Regions from separate parts of the Rattus norvegicus genome. Here all the other regions are linked to region 3. A link is a contact called in public Hi-C data. All regions are on one chromosome and are shown on one strand. The core of a region is the stretch at or near the end of the contact, and the rest is flanking DNA. Distances in the headings are between cores, read along the strand shown. Region 1 has its middle 160 kb from the start of Ackr3. Region 2 has its middle 190 kb from the start of Cops8. Region 3 has its middle 15 kb from the start of Cops8.

Region 1 (3,621 bases), core at 228-2,727, 230 kb before region 3:
AGTCTCTCATACTCATAGAGTGGCACAGCTCTCACACTTAGTGAAGCATCTTTTAGTAGAGAGCAATCATTAGACCAGAGGGTTCTAACTCAACAAAGTTTTGAGAATAGGAGATGCTGAGGGCTCTGCCTTGAGTGGCACATCTCTATCACCTGAAACTCTGTTCCCATTACATGATGAGAGTGTGCCTTTGCCCCTCTTGCCATTCTTAGACACTGCCAGTCTACTTTCTATTTCTGTGAATTTGGCAACTCTAAAACCTTGCAATAGTGGGATGACAGTGCTATTTGAGTTTTACATCTGGCTTATTTTACTCAGTATAATGTCTTTGAGGTTTGACCATGTCATAACATATCAGAAATTCTTCCTTTTCAAGACTGAATAATATTCCACTGTATGAATACACCACATTTTCCATTTATCTACTGATGGACATGTCTATTGCCTTCACATTTAGCCTTTGTGAACACTGCTGCTGCTTATTCCTATACAGATGCAATGGCTGGCTCTTCAAGTCCCTGCTTGCACTTTTGTGGACTTGCTAGTGTGACAGTACTCTGTTGAATGCTTTGAGGCCCAGTCTTTGATCTTCCACAGCAAGTTTGTCACTAGAATTCTCTCCACCCTGATCCTCACCCACACTCATTAGTCTCTGGTTTCTGCTCATAGCCATTCACATGGCTGTGAGGTGACATCTCCTCATGCTTTGGATTTGTCATCCCCTAATAACTAGTGGCAAGCATTCCTTCCTGACTAACTTATCGACCAACCATAGATCTTTAGAGACATGTCTGCGCATGCCCTTTGCCCATTTAATCAAGAGGGGGCACGTCTTTGCTGTTGCTGTTTATTTACAGAAGTGCTTCATGCCAGCTAGATACTAAAATCTCATCAGACGCATACATGCAACTATTCCCCTCTGCTGCTGGTGGCCTTTGCACTATGTTTACTGTGACCTGGGATCTTTTTGTTTGGTCGAAGGCCATTCCTTCATTTTCCCTCTTGCTACTTCTCACACGCCATAGCCAGGCATCTCTTGGTGGTTATTGAAGGACCAGATGGAAATGGGAGAATATTCCGTGGTGAGTCTCTTACAGCTTCAGTAGACAGCAATCATAACTGGAAGCTTGCACCCGTGTCTGTCACATCTGCTCCCTGCCAAGACTGTGTGAACTGAGAAGTGTATCTGTCTCTTGAAGAGAGGTCAGCCTTCCACTGACACTCCTTCCCTAACCTCAGGTTCCACCAGGGTTCAGCTACCACAGGGCCCTGGAGCCCAGTTTTGGGAAGCTAAGTGGGCAAACACCCCTCAAGTAAACATAGACTTCCGTGACCCCTGCCCCACTGGTTGTACATCACTTTCAAACATCTGTGTGTGCACAGCCTGCCCCCACACACGGGAGTATGCATCATCTCCTAATATCTCGCTCTTTAACGACGATGTGGATATTTAACATCGTCTCTGGCATTTGGAATGTGAGAGTTACATGCTCCAATCTGTGTATATTATGCTTGGGTAAAAACAGAAGTTTCTAGAGGCTGGTGAGATGACTCAGGCCTTAAAGGGGCTCCTTTCCCCTCTCCCCCTTCCTTCCTCTCCCCTTTCTCATTAGCATTTGACTGATTCCCAGAGTCCCCGAATACCTTCCAGAGACTGGAGACTGTCACTTCTAGAAAGCCCTGTCATTTCTAGAAAATTCCTTGCATCTGATTCCCCTCTTGTCACTATTCCTAGTCCCTTAATGTGACTCAGAGTTGCTGACATATCTTCTCTTAGAATGGTCTACTTGTCCTTCTGCCTCGATTTCTCTCCCCGCCTGCATCTGCAGCCATTTTCCTCTCTCTGAGATCCTGCCACAGAGCTGCTCACAGTTCCAGGTGTTTTCCCCACCAGGAAAAACCCAACACCCTCGTCCTCTTATCTAAAAATGTGTCCTCTTATCAAAAAATCAGAGGGATAAGCACACCCTGCCCTCCAATACTACACAGGGAGGGAGAGTGAATTGAAGTGACTTGAGAATTTGTGTAAAAAGCCTTAACCAAAATGCAGATGTCTGAGTCTCCCAGAGCTGTTCCACCTCCCACCTCACATACCCCTGCTTCGGTCACGCAGTTCTGCTCAGTTCAATTTCCTTCCTAAGCTTCCAGAACACTCTGTGGCTAACATGTGAAAGCAAATGAGAACACAAAACAGACAGGCTGCAGAGCCCACAGTTGGGATGACTACAGCTGTGCTGGGGTCAATTCCCAAGTGAGGAGGAGATGCTGGGTGGCTGGGAGGAGGCCAGAGAGAGCAAGTTCCAAACCAACCAACAAATCTAATTAGCCAGAGCAGCAGCTGTCCACCGGCCATCCGGTGAGCCCCGGTACTGCCTGCAGTCATTCTCTGAGCTAATGCTCTTGGAACAGATACACCTAGGAGCTACCCTCTGTCAGACAGGAGACCCTGCTGTCCATTCAGCAGGAGCTGAGGTGGAGAACCACTAAGCAAGCTGTTTTATGAGGAAGAGATGACGTGGGTTTTCCCACATCTGTTTTTTCCATCTGACCAGTTTACTCAGCTCTTGCAAGAAATTGTAGGAGAGCTGAGCCATCCTGAGGTTCATGGAGGAATGGGGCTCTTATTAGTTTTGTGTTAAAACAAACATGAGGTGTAGCGGCTGGCGCAGAAATGCTCAGTGGAAGGAGCTGTTTATGGGACATCTACATTTCTCTGATTTCACACGTCTGTGGTATTCTTTATTTCATCGTTTTTCTGGGGCCTCCAAAGAAATTGTTTCCCAGAATCCATGTGGCTTAAAGATTCTGGGTACTGCTATGTCTTGATTTAGACAGAATCAATTTAGAGGCCTTCTAAAGCCACTGTTCAGAATTGTTCCCAGAAAAGAGCTGAAATAGTACAAAACTTCAAAAAAGAATCAGTGCGTGCTCCCTCTGTGATGGTTTTGAAATGATGTAATTTTTTAAAAAAAATATTGGGAAGTTTCTGTAAACCATGCCACCAGCCACATGGCTGCATCTGTAGATGTTTGACCACAGGTATTAGTGACAAATCTCCTGGCTCTATCATTCTGATAGGTCACATCACCAGAAGTGTGGTTCACACTTGAGGCCTAGACAGTGGGACCTATGTCTACACAGTGTCCATCCACACCTTCACTGGACAAAGTGTGTCCTGAACCATTGTGTTATCCCACGCACAGGGAATGGAGTTTCCTCCATTGCTATGATTCTCCCTTTACAGCTCTGCTTATAGACTGTAATCAAGTGAAACACCCGAACAGTTGTAAATTGCTCGGCAAAAGCTAATGTCAAATTTTCTCTGAGAAAACAAACCACAGGTGGGAATTGATGAGAACCCACAGTGAACACCACACTCTCTGGACCGTGTCCTTCTCTTTCCGTTGCTCCCACCTCACCCCCTCTCTCCATCTTCCTCTGTGCTCTTTAGAGGTTTCCTGAACCCTCTCTCAGTGGCCACTCAGACTACTTGATCATTAGCCACACAGTAGCCCGAAGAATTTGTCTCTAGGGACCTGTTACACTGATCCCAGGCAGACATTGGTGTCCATTACATCTTTCTCAGCTCTGCCGGTCACTCTCCCTCGTTCACTTAGAATA
Region 2 (3,275 bases), core at 555-3,054, 170 kb before region 3:
CTGTGGTCTAAGAGGAGAGCCATAGGTCTGTACCGAGTAGAACACGGCCCAGTGTTTGAGGACTAAAAATGGCGGCAGCTCCACTGTGGTTGCTGTTGGGGTGGGTGGGATCTAGGGCTGTTGTGGTCAGAAATGGAAGCCAGCATTAACTGATGTACTACACAGCTATCTGAACTGTCACAGGGGTCAGGGACCCAAGTAAATGTCAACACCAGTTGTTACGCAAGGGACCCAGGAATTGTCGGAAAAGAGTCAAAGCCATGAAAGACAGGCAACCCCAACTGTTTAAACTCATTCTCCTTGTTTGGAAAAACCATGCAGAATTACTATGATGCTAGGATTAGTCACTGATTCCCCTCACCCTGGCTTCACAATAGCAGTGAATCTCATCCCTTTGATGCCTCCTTTCACTTGAACCCACATGTAGAAACAAACAGTCTTGGTGTGGTGGAACACTGTGATTTGGAAACAACTGCTATTGGCTATGTGAATTTATTAGTTTATGAATACCTCATTTATCATATTCATTGATATTTTGAGGAACTCCCTGTTAATACTAAATCTTCTATTTGCTTGTCGTATGGGCTGAAAGTTTCCACAATGCACATTTACTTTTAATGTTTCACGGGTCAGTTTAATTTCTACATGCATCTCATTTCTAGGTTTAAGAAAACAATGTTAAATGTCCCCTGCTAAATTCCGATCATGGTGTCATGCTTGCAAACACCACATTTAGACACAGATTTGTTTGACTATTAAAATGCTATTTGAAAAATGTTTCGTTATTTTATGGCTTCGTTTTATTTTTTTAATTTTTTTTATTAACTTGAGTATTTCTTATTTACATTTCGAATGTTATTCCCTTTCCCGGTCTCCGGGCCAACATCCCCCTTACCCCCCCCTTCCCTTCTTTATGGGTGTTCCCCTCCCCATCCTCCCCCCATTACCTCCCTCCCCCCAACAATCACATTCACTGGGGGTTCAGTCTTAGCAGGACCCAGGGCTTCCCCTTCCACTGGTGCTCTTACTAGGCTATTCATTGCTACCTATGAGGTTGGAGCCCAGGGTCAGTCCATGTATAGTCTTTGGGTAGTGGCTTAGTCCCTGGAAGCTCTGGTTGCTTGGCATTGTTGTTTATATGGGGTCTCGAGCCCCTTCAAGCTCTTCCAGTCCTTTCTCTGATTCCTTCAACGGGGGTCCTGTTCTCAGTTCAGTGGTTTGCTGCTGGCATTCGTATGGCTTCGTTTTAAAAGCATCTCTCTAACATCAATCCAGTGGCTCTACGCCTGGCTCGCCAGCTGAGAAAAGGACCTAAGCCAATCAGCTAGTGCATGACCTCATCCTCATCGGATAACTCAGGCAACAATTACTTATAGATTAGTAAGATAGCAGAAGAGGTTGGCTTGACTTCACTTGGCCTGACATGACTATTACCTTTTCTTTTGGGGGGTGTGTCTCACATGGTAGGGGTTTAGAGCAGTCTGCCTGGCCCTAGAGAGCAGAGCTTGGCTTATGCAATGGAGGAGTCATGGAAGAGCTGACACATTAGCAGAGATGACAGTAGAAGATTCTCACAAGGATGCCAGATAGGCGCCGTGACAAGGTTCTCTCCAACCCAGAGCTGACCTACAAGAGCTCCCCTGGCCTCCCAAAGGAGGGTGGTTATCAGGCAGCAACTTCATTACACTGGTGCTCTGGAGACATTTGGTTCTCAGTGGGCACCCTGACCCCAACTCTGCCCCATGTGAGAACAAAGCCACGGCACCCATAGCAGCTGTCCACTCTCTCATGACTAAGGGCTGTGGGATCTGGGAAAGTATTTGCTCTGTTTACTTTGGGCCAGAAAAAGTCGCATCTTGTTTGTGTGTAGATGTTTAGCAACAGAGAGATTGGGCAGTCTAAATTTAATAAATACTAAAAATATCATTGTTCCGATACGAAATACGATCAGCATTTTCCCACCTGGTGGGCTGGTGGGACTTGCATCCCAGGATCCCACAAACATGGATTAGCATGAGTTTTCTCGTCTTAGGAATTTTTTCCTGGGCCAGAGCCTGGCATTTCATCCGCGAGCCCAGTGAGCTCAACTATCTCATCTATGTAAGGCCATGACACTTGGTCCCTACAATTTCAAATATAGGCAGAATGCCCCTGGTGGATGTTCTCAGTGAAGCCAAGAGAGCTAGTTCATACTGCCATGAGAAAAATATCCAGGCAGCCTGGACCTCTCTCACAGCACCTTGTAAGGACATGGCTCACAAGCTCAGTATCCATCATGGCTCCCACTGAGGCCCCAAGAGCTAGGTTGGGCCTCAGGCATGGTTTGGATGCCCATGGAGACATCTGCCTATGTTCATGACAGAAGAAAGGGGAGAGGAGCCTTAAGCAGTTTGATTCTACTTTTGTCTGATGTGTGAGTGAATTTTCTCCTTGCTGTGTCCAAAGGCCTGACCAAGGTACCTGACTCAAAGCCAAGGTTCAGTCCATCATGGTGGAAAAGGGATGGCAGCTGGTACATTGTTTCTACAGCCAGGAAAAGAGAGAGAGAGAGAGAGAGAGAGAGAGAGAGAGAGAGAGAGAGAGAGAGAGAGAGAGAATGAATGAATACTGGTGCCCAGCTGGTTTTCCCTTTTTAATTCAACCTCAAACCCTATGGGATGATGCCGCCCACCGTTAGGGTATGTTTTCCCTTCTTTTTTTTTCTTTTTTTTTTTTTTCTGGAGCTGGGGACCTTGTTTTTCCTTCTAAGTTAACCAAATCTACAATCTCCTTCATAGATATTCCCAGAGATAGTGTCTATAAAGAGAGTCTGCCTCCTGTCAAGTTGACAGCCAGTATTAACTACCACAGCCCCTACCTGAACAGTCTACACTAGGGTTGAAGGGAATGGAGTGTGGATGGTGTGGGGTTGAAGGACCTGATCCAATGGCTCACCTGACCTTCCAGTATGTTGTTTTGTTAGAATTAGTTGTGATTGACATTCTCAGGGATGACCAAGTAGCCTCAGGCCTCTGGCTTCCTCGGCAGGTGTGGGCCTTGGGCAGGTGAGAGAGCCCTCTCCTCCCTGTAAGTAGGGAACGGAGTCACTATGAGAAATGAGCATCTGTGTTTCTCCTGCACATTCAAGTGCACATGTGTGCAGTGTACCTGTGTTTTACATTTTGATTTATTTGGAATATATTGCTGTAAAAATTATAAAAAAAAATAGGGGTTGGGGATTTAGCTCAGTTGTAGAGCGCTTGCCTAGCAAGCCAAGGCCCTGGGTTCAGTCCCCA
Region 3 (3,341 bases), core at 381-2,880:
ACCATCACCACCACCACCACCACCAACAACAACAACAACAACAGCAACAACAACACTCCCACAGACCCAAAGACAGTATGGTGGGCTGTGCTATGGGACAAAGCTGATCATGAATCAGACAGAGCAGATTACTCACATCCAAGTCACCCACTCTTTTCCTGAACCACTGTTGCATAGAGAGTTCAGTGTCTACCTAAGACTGGAGGACTCCCTCACTGCAGTGCCACCAAGGCGGTGGCAGTCTCCTGCAGGCATTCGCCTGTCCTTGCCGTCTACCATTTACCATGTAAAACATTTAGGAACATGAACAATTTAGTTCTCTAACTACATAACGGTTTGGCAATGAAACAAAGCCTCACGTCTGAGACCAGTTCTGTGGCACGTGCTAAAATGTGGTCCTGATCCCACAGCCGTGGGGACACAGAGGACAGTTCAGGACTGAGATAAAACAAGAGCAGAGGTCATGCTCAGAGCTGGGCCTCTGCAGTCCTGTAGGTCCCGCTGGCTCTGATGCCTGGTGATGCAAGGTGATGCCTGGGTGTCTCTGACCTCTCACACTTTGTCCTACCCAAGACCACCTGCCCCTCAGGTCCTGTGTGGTGTCCTTGAAGCCCTGTGGTGAAAGGCAGACTCATAGGTAAGGCTGGGGACTCGCTGCACAGTTCTGCTTTGTTCACTGAGGTGAGAGACCAGTGTGGTGTTAGTGTGAGGTGGGCCCAGGTCTTCAGAGCAGATCCTCTCAGCTCCATGGACTGTGGAGCCAAGTAGCTCAGACATAGACTCTGACCGTGTCAGAGGTGCTCAGTGTGGGGAAGTTAGGGATACACTCACGGGAATGGTAGCCTCACAAAGGTAGTCCTCCCCAGAGACACCACGTAGGTCTCAAGGAAGAACCTGGCCACAAGAATTAGGGGACCCTGTGGGAGTGTCTGAGACACACCAGAAGTTAGTATTTCAAGATGAGACAAACTCCCAAACCCAAAGGACACTCACTCCACAGGCTAACAGGAGGAAACAGTAACACTGTGCTGTTTAAATGAGTTTCCAGAAGATGTTTCCAACCATCAGGTCTGAATTCCTTCCGGGCTACATGCGTCTCCCAAGTGCACTGTTTTTCCTCCCTGCTGTGTCCTCAGGGCCACACACTAGACCCTGGAAAGTCTCTGTGGTTCTTATTGTCTGAAGCCTTGGTACGTGTCTTGGTGGGACAATCAGGGACCATGGACGGGGAGGTGGCCAGCAGCATAAGCAGCAAGTGTATAGAAAGGGGGGAACTTTTGCATGAAACTCAACCCCTCCATGGGCCTGTAGTTTGAGGACTAGAACAAAGTCACAGGATGACTTGAGGTACCACAGCCTGGCTCTTACCCTCTTCTAGTGCCCTGTGTGCATGTGCACATGTATTAGTATGAGAGGATGCGTCTGAGTGCATAAGTGTGTATATACACATGTATCTGTGTCTGTACACACTCCCAGACTGAAGGTCACTCCTAAAGATGACAACTCTTCAGCCTCAGCTGAACTAGGAATCGTACCAATCAAATTTTAGGGGGAGTCTAACCGCCTTTGTCTGCCTTGCTTTTGCAAATCCAGAACTAGTCTTTCCTTGACTGATCTGTGCCTGGTCAGAGACTTTGTGATGAGCGCCACCTTGTGGTACCTTTCATATTTCCCAGGAGCAGGAAGTAATGGTCTGAGGCTGGTAGTAAAACCCATTACCAAACTCCAGCTCTTCAGCCTCTCCTCTCCTGGCCTCTCACACTTGCATACTCATGTTAAACCCACCCTATTCTGCCATCCCCACCTTAGAGCCCAGGCCCATCCCAGAGCCACCCCAGTTCCCAAGCAAAGCTGTTATAAGAGTTTACAGACAACATCTCAAACTGTAAGCTGAAATAAACCTTTTTGTCGTGATAATGTTCTCGCCTCCAGTATTTTGTTCTAGCATCAGAAAGCAAACTAAAGCAGAAGAGAAAAGACCTGTGCATCTTGTTTAAAGTGCCTCTGGGAAATCCCAAAAGACTATACAAAAGGTAAAAGTAAGAGGGACTTTACAAAAGGTAAAAAGTAAGAGGATAGTGAGTCCCTATCCTCCTGGGCAATCCACGGAAAAGGATGCTTCAGTCAGTTTCATAGAACACTCCAGACCTATAACGGGAAGGTTTGGGGTTTGAGCTAGAAGCACTATCCAGCCTTCTGCTTGCAGGTGGAGAATGGCTTCATATCGCACCCACCTCCTATATCGCTCTGTCCTGCTGAGCTCCTATTGAAAACAACCAGCTGTGATCTTCCTACTTAAAGCTCTAAGTCACGGGCGTGGGGCAGCATGAAGTGGACCACAGGACAGGAGACAGGACAGAGATGCTTGGAGCGCTGCAGTTTGCTTCTCCTGTCTTATCTCTGCAAGTGTCCTTTACTCCTCTGTCCACAAACTCATGGTAACAGCTTTGCTAGGGAATTAAACCGGGTCCCACAATCCATGGAGCTACACTTTCTCCACAGGTGCCTCCATCCCTCCAACCTCCAGCGCCCTGGGAGCCCAGGTAAGTGTGGTTGCCACAATGACAGGTGGGTATTGCTAATTCTCAAACTCCAGAATTTTACCTTGAAAGTGTTAAGGCAACTTTTAAAATGTTTTCAAATTAAAAACAGAGAGGAAGCTAAGGACAGAGAGAATCTGATTCATCCCATGGCTGTGGGGAACCTGGAGTTGTATCTAGCCCCCTTCCCTGGCTCCTGCCCCCCACACACAGGACACAGTCCCTTCCTACTTTCTATTCTGGTTTGAGCAAGGTATGGTCTCACATAGTCCAGCCTGGCCTTGAACTCACTAAGTAGCCAAGGATGAACTCACTACGTAGCCCAGGATCTTTCTGCCTTTTTTTTTTTTCAAATGTCACACACACACAGCTTAAAAAGACACCCTTTTGAGGCAACATGGAGAAAACATCATATTTTCTTACCTTTTTGCCACAAACAGAGCAGAGCCTCTGCTCTCCTGTGCCTAGTGTGTATTTTGAGGGTCTGTCCAGGCCTCTGTCCATGTTCCCAATGCGTTTCTGGTCTTTTTCACCTCCATTTTCCCTATCAAACTGTGCGTGTTCCCATTCTTTTTCTGTTTCCTGTTTTTCTTCTTTTTGGTTGAAAAGTATCGTGGTTCTCTTTGTCAAAGTGGTGGAGGCTGGGGAGGCAGCTCTGTGGTTAAGAGCACTGGCTGCTCTTGTAAGGGACCCAGGTCCGATTTGCAAACGCCACATGGTGGGTCACAAGGGTAGGTCTGAAACTCCAGTTTCAGAGGATCTGATGTCCTCTCCTGGCCTTCATGGCCACTGCATATATGT

The links. A called contact is a pair of places that touch in the nucleus more often than the background predicts.
Region 1: a Hi-C map of the A7r5 cell line shows a contact between it and region 3, with 6 times the contacts expected there. The contact joins two enhancer-like sites. A contact is called at or near these places in 3 of 12 Hi-C or Micro-C datasets (the A7r5 cell line, Schwann cells and psoas muscle).
Region 2: a Hi-C map of the A7r5 cell line shows a contact between it and region 3, with 6 times the contacts expected there. The contact joins two enhancer-like sites. A contact is called at or near these places in 5 of 12 Hi-C or Micro-C datasets (the A7r5 cell line, the Rat2 cell line, kidney and 1 more).

Annotation. Positions count from the first base shown.
Region 1 is chr9:98,409,329-98,412,949 of GRCr8, forward strand. No RefSeq gene overlaps it. Among named protein-coding and RNA genes, the nearest start is that of Ackr3, 160 kb to the left of the region's middle. Within about 2 kb of position 1,478, at least 1 of the 93 cell types and tissues checked has an H3K27ac peak or open chromatin away from gene starts, as enhancers often do. A contact at or near this core is called in the A7r5 cell line, where this site is marked.
Region 2 is chr9:98,466,102-98,469,376 of GRCr8, forward strand. No RefSeq gene overlaps it. Among named protein-coding and RNA genes, the nearest start is that of Cops8, 190 kb to the right of the region's middle. Within about 2 kb of position 1,805, at least 10 of the 93 cell types and tissues checked have an H3K27ac peak or open chromatin away from gene starts, as enhancers often do. A contact at or near this core is called in the A7r5 cell line, where this site is marked.
Region 3 is chr9:98,638,746-98,642,086 of GRCr8, forward strand. No RefSeq gene overlaps it. Among named protein-coding and RNA genes, the nearest start is that of Cops8, 15 kb to the right of the region's middle. Within about 2 kb of position 1,631, at least 8 of the 93 cell types and tissues checked have an H3K27ac peak or open chromatin away from gene starts, as enhancers often do. A contact at or near this core is called in the A7r5 cell line, where this site is marked.